Regions from separate parts of the Mus musculus genome. Here region 1 is linked to region 2. Evidence: chromatin contacts called from public Hi-C data. All regions are on one chromosome and are shown on one strand. Each heading gives the region's core, a stretch centred on a gene start, on an enhancer-like site or on the middle of the called end of the contact. The rest is flanking DNA. Distances are from core to core; before and after follow the strand shown.

Region 1 (2,934 bases), core at 425-2,924, 270 kb before region 2:
CAGTCGCTGTCATCCAGGAAACAAGATTCAGAAGGAAAAGCGAGTCTCCAGTGTTAGCAATCTCTGTTGCGGTATCCAGGCACAGTCTGTGTGACTAAGTCACACAGGACTTGGACTGTGACCTGTTTAATGGTCACTGTTCATCCTAAAAAGATCTCATCATTGAACCCTCAGCCAAGCCCTGGGCTAGATGCTGAGCCCTCCCATTGGCTTCCAAGTGCCATAGTGCTTCTTAGTTTCATTTCTCAAACGTCCAGTGTTTGGAATAGTGTTGCTAGGCAATGAGCCAGCCTGCCTCACCTCGACTGAGACTCCCGTCACATGATATCAAGAGAAAAACAGACTGAGGCTTAGTGAGGCAGTGAGCATCGAAGTGAGCAGCGAGGGGCATTGCTCTTGCCCTCTCCTCCATGGCCTGACATCAGAAGTGACAAAGAAATGAGCAACTCGAGTTGCTTGTCTCCCCGCTTTCTCTGAACCCCAGGAAAGAAAAGGAAGGCAGTGGTCAGGACTCAAAAGCCATGTAAGTATCAGTGGCTAAGCAATGATAGCAAGGGAGAAACAGTTTCTAGCTAGCAGTATGTGCCCTTCTAAAGTAGACCAGACTCCCCTCCTCCCCTCCAAAGCCATCACTGTGGGGACAGCCTTACAGGAAGCTATGTGCACATCACCTCTGCCACCCCACCTGACTGTTGAAATAAGGCACCAGCACTCGACACCCACAACTGAGACGCAAAACCCCAAGGTCTTTGCACGGGGAGGGGAGGACAGACAGCAAGGACAGAGGCACAACCTGGTGCTAAAGGACTGTCCACCAACAACAGGGGAAAAGGCTCATTACAGTTCTCAACTCCCAAATACAGAAACTAATTCAAGAGTGGAGAGAGGCAGCAGTTACAAAGGTGGGGGGCACAGCAATGAGTGTCCACCGGGTGGATTCCCACTACATTTGCAGCCTCAAGAAAGACAGATGGCGTCAGGAAGCCTCGTGCTCAGACCACCCGCTCTGGGCTGGTCTGCAGGTGCTCAGCCTTTCACACTTCACAGCGAGGGTGACAGAGCTGAAGAGACAGCAAACACCCACAGGAGTCATGAGCAGTCCCTAGAGTCTCATCATTTCCAATAGGTCCGTTCTTTTCTTAAGCTTTCCAGCAGCTATTCAGCACCCCTGTCCACCACAAGGATACTTACTGGGCACAAAGAGCCTGTTGTCCCTGGTATAACCACAGTCAGGCTTTGCCGAAGGCATTCTCATGCCAGGCAGGGAGATCCAGGGTCTCCTGGCACGGCCACATATCCCCTTGGGGTTGAAATCACCCCAACTGAGAAGATTAAGCGTCTAGAGAGGATTAAGGGTACACATCCAGGAAAGGGGGCTTCAGAGGCTTGTAATTGTAGGGATGCCATCATAAAACAAAAACCATGTCCACCCATTTGGAGGCCTAGACACTGTGTTTGGAATCAGTAAATGAATCCTTTAAGGGTGCTAACAGTCTCACCTACAAGTTACTGAACACTTAACACGTGTAACTCTGAGATACATTTTTCCAATCTGTCTTTTCAAATTGTAAGGTACAACTCTTCTGAGTATGTTTCTTGTATATATGCGTTTAACCTTCACAAACCCACCAGAGGAGCAAGCACCATTGCTAGCCCAACACCAACACAAACCTTGGTTTGAAGCTAGTGAGCTTCACCAGAGTGGCCCCTGGTGGTGAGGGTGCTGCAGTGCCACTTCCAGCCATCAACAGGGAAAGAGTGGCCCCTGGTGGTGAGGGTGCTGCAGTGCCACTTCCAGCCATCAACAGGGAAAGAGTGGCCCCTGGTGGTGAGGGTGCTGCAGTGCCACTTACAGCCATCAACAGGGAAAGAGTGGCCCCTGGTGGTGAGGGTGCTGCAGTGCCACTTCCAGCCATCAACAGGGAAAGAGTGGCCCCTGGTGGTGAGGGTGCTGCAGTGCCACTTACAGCCATCAACAGGGAAAGAGTGGCCCCTGGTGGTGAGGGTGCTGCAGTGCCACTTACAGCCATCAACAGGGAAAGAGTGGCCCCTGGTGGTGAGGGTGCTGCAGTGCCACTTACAGCCATCAACAGGGAAAGAGTGGCCCCTGGTGGTGAGGGTGCTGCAGTGCCACTTCCAGCCATCAACAGGGAAAGAGTGGCCCCTGGTGGTGAGGGTGCTGCAGTGCCACTTACAGCCATCAACAGGGAAAGAGTGGCCCCTGGTGGTGAGGGTGCTGCAGTGCCACTTACAGCCATCAACAGGGAAAGAGTGGCCCCTGGTGGTGAGGGTGCTGCAGTGCCACTTCCAGCCATCAATAGGGAAAGAGGTGCTTTCTTAAACACAGCTCACATCACATATTCCAACAAAAACATTAATTCAAATGTACAGACACTCGGCTGTTAAACAGGAGGTGAATGAAGTAAAGCTGACATAAACATAAAGAAATGTCTACTAAGTAGTGGGAAAGCATCCAGTCTGGGTGGCTTTTCCCACAGGCAGACAGCCAGTCACAACCCTAAGTGCCTGCTAGTGAGGTACCAACATTCAGAGTGCTTTCCACATACTGAGCATCCCCTGTTAGACCTTACTTTCTGTGTGTGTGCACACATATGAGTTCAGTGTGCAGTGTGTGTATATGTGTGTGTGTTCATGCATACAGTGACTACTCTAAACTCACTGGCATTCACAGGATTCACAGGGCATACTGAGTGGCCGTCATTATCTGTCTGTGCTGAGGTCAGCACTGCTGGCCACTCAACAAGAAGATATGACTGTGGCACTTGCCTTTTACAAAGAAAGGTGACATTTCAAAACCCTGCAAACTCAGCCCAGACCATCAGAGTTCTGCTGCCTTCCAGGCTGGTGACCACATTCACTTATGTGAACCAAGGTGTGAAGAGCTGGAGACTTGGCTGGGACTGCAGCTCAGTT
Region 2 (2,700 bases), core at 5-2,504:
GTTTGCATCATGAGTGTTCTACGGCTCTCACGTGGAGAAATAGCCACATTTACGTGCAGCCTTCAGCTCACTTCAGTTGACTGTAATAGCTAACAAAGCAAGGATCCAGAGAGCAGTGTCACAGCCCTGCTTACTTGCTTCACTACAGATACATTCATGAATGTTGCTCTTTCCAGGATGAACATGTAATAAAATTAACTCAAGAATTAGCTCAGAAATTGGGATTTAAAATAAGGAAAGCATATGTTAGAGCTGAGGTAAGCAAAACTTATCTCTCAGAATTCTTTTCATTTTGTTTATAATCTGAGTCGGTTCTGTTTTGAAATTGTGTTTTCATTTTATTTCAGCACTTACTGAAAGCAGTTCCTGGGGATGGGGCTCCCAAGGTAGGGTTATTTATTTATTTATTTATTTTTAAAGATTTATTTTATTTATATGAGTACACTGTAGCTGTCTTCAGACACACCAGAAGAGGTCATCGGATCCCATTACAGATGGTTGTGAGCCACCATGTGGTTGCTGGGAATTGAACTCAGGACCTCTGGAAGAGCAGTTAGTGCTCTAACCGCTGAGCCATCTCCCTAGCCCCCAAGGCAGGGTTATTATCTGTACAAGATTCATGCTTCTGAGGAAAGCAGGAATGAAGGTCTTAGCAACTGTGCTCTTTGTATTTTTAGTGTGGTTCTCTTTGATGCCTTAAACATGAAATTGACCGTGGCTTCCTATCACTTTAGAGAACAAAAAACAGCTCAAGTCCTATACTTTAGTTTCTTTTTTTTTTTTTTTTTTTTTTTTTAAGATTTATTTATTTATTTATTTATTATATGTAAGTACACTGTAGCTGTCTTCAGACACTCCAGAAGAGGGAGTCAGATCTCGTGATCGGATGGTTGTGAGCCACCATGTGGTTGCTGGGATTTGAACTCCTGACCTTTGGAAGAGCAGTCGGGTGCTCTTACCCACTGAGCCATCTCACCAGCCCCCCCTATACTTTAGTTTCAACCAGCATTTCCTGCAAGCCACTAGAGCATGTGACAGGATGTGAACACTTAGATGTTCAGTTTTCTTTGAAAACTGTGGCTCTGGGCCAGATATAGTTTTGAGAATACTGGGGTTGAGAAAAGAAAAGAAGAGAAGAGAAGAGAAGAGAAGAGAAGAGAAGAGAAGAGAAGAGAAGAGAAGAGAAGAGAAGAGAAGAGAAGAGAAGAGAAGAGAAAGAATAGAGGCTGGAGAGTTGGCTCTTACTGCTCTTGCAGAGGGCCCATGTTCATTCTCAGCACTCATGTGGCTGTTCATAGCCATCAGTAACTCCAGTTCCAGGAGATCGGATGCTGTCTTGTGTCCTTCCAGGTCACCAAGCACACATATGGTGTACACACACACAGCCAAAACATAATAAAATGAACAAATCTAATCTTTAAAACTTTTTTAAACAATTAAACAAAACAACTCTCTCAGGAAATGGCTATATATGCTATTAATCTCAGGTCTCAGAAGCAGAGAGGCAGGAGAAACTCTGTGAGTTCAAGGCCAACCTGGTCTACATAAAGAGTTCCAGGATAGCCAGGACTACACAGTTAAATACTGTCTCATCCCCCCCCACCCCACCCCCACTAGGGAAGTGTTGGTTTGAAACAGGGTTATCTGTGTAACACTGGCTGTCCTAGAACTCACTCTACAGACCAGAACTCACAGAGATCTGTCTGTCTCTGCCTCCCAAATGCTGGGATTAAAGGCATTTGCCACCACTTCTGGCAATTACTCTTTTTTTACACTTGAAGTAAAATCTTGTTGTTGTTGGGATGGCATTAGCCATTGTGAAGGGCTGGTGGATGGTGATGAGATTAGTTTCTATTCCTTTCTAAATAGCCTTATGAGGACTGTCTGTCTGCTAAGTGCACAGTGCTTCCCAGTTTGACTGTGTACTCAGTGGTCTAGGAGTGAGGTGAGCCAGGACACCACAGTCTGATAAAGCCTGTGTAACCTCAGGGATGGAAGCAGAAAAACCAGACATTCAAAGGTCCTTCTCAGCTCCATCCTGAGTTTGAGGCCACCAGGGCTACACGAGACCCTGTTTTAAAGGAAGAAGCAGCAGGGCATGATGGTGCACTGTTTTTAATCCCAGCACTCAGGAGGCAGGCAGATCTCTGAGTTTCAGCCCAGCCTGGTCTACAGTGCAAGTTCCAGGCAGCCAGTGCTTCACAGAGAACCAACCCTGTCTGGAAACAAACTAACAAAATAGAGTAGAAGACTGTTCTTTTGATTTCTTGTATCTTCTCAAACGTCTTTGCAAATCTGCAAATCCTTTTAGGATTTTTACAGATTGTTTTAGAGTTTAGAATCTTAAAAACATGATTCATTGTTTGTTTAATTTCCAGGCTGTGAACTATTCTGTGGAAGATATTGAGCCAGGTACGTTTTTACTTTCGATCTTATCCCTCTGAAATATGCCTGCCAGCTTGCCAGGGCTAGGCTGTGCATATTCTATAGTGTTGTCCAGTGAGATGGCTGTGTGGGGGAAGCAAGGCTGGATTGCATCCATATTTTCATAGCATTCACGTCCTCTGTTATTGCCCAACAACACTCCTACTTTGTAAATACAATGTCTTAGAGTGAGTACATTTCTATGTATGTTTCAGATTTGTTAGCCCCAAGGCAAGAAGCACTTTCGGTTGCCTCCCTTCCTACATCCAGTTTTTC

What was found. Hi-C and Micro-C count contacts between places; a contact is called where the count stands out from the background.
Region 1: a contact with region 2 is called in a Hi-C map of CD8 T cells, with 6 times the contacts expected there. The contact joins two enhancer-like sites. A contact is called at or near these places in 9 of 39 promoter capture datasets (the C10 cell line, the HPC-7 cell line, cranial neural crest and 6 more), 28 of 484 Hi-C or Micro-C datasets (CD8 T cells, the G1E-ER4 cell line, the HL-1 cell line and 8 more), 3 of 115 datasets of contacts at active chromatin or transcription factors (bone marrow-derived macrophages, large pre-B cells and microglia) and 3 of 9 other capture datasets (adipose tissue, liver and pancreatic islet).

What each region holds. Positions count from the first base shown.
Region 1 is chr16:11,422,846-11,425,779 of GRCm38.p6, reverse strand. All of the region lies in intron 11 of Snx29 (sorting nexin 29), which reads right to left. Among named protein-coding and RNA genes, the nearest start is that of Snx29, 100 kb to the right of the region's middle. Within about 2 kb of position 1,674, at least 32 of the 459 cell types and tissues checked have an H3K27ac peak or open chromatin away from gene starts, as enhancers often do. A contact at or near this core is called in CD8 T cells, where this site is marked.
Region 2 is chr16:11,156,240-11,158,939 of GRCm38.p6, reverse strand. Zc3h7a (zinc finger CCCH type containing 7 A) reads left to right here. Exons shown (of 23, transcript NM_145931.3): 6 at 177-257; 7 at 348-386; 8 at 2,379-2,412; 9 at 2,640-2,700. Among named protein-coding and RNA genes, the nearest start is that of Gm24145, 9.7 kb to the left of the region's middle. Within about 2 kb of position 1,254, at least 29 of the 459 cell types and tissues checked have an H3K27ac peak or open chromatin away from gene starts, as enhancers often do. A contact at or near this core is called in CD8 T cells, where this site is marked.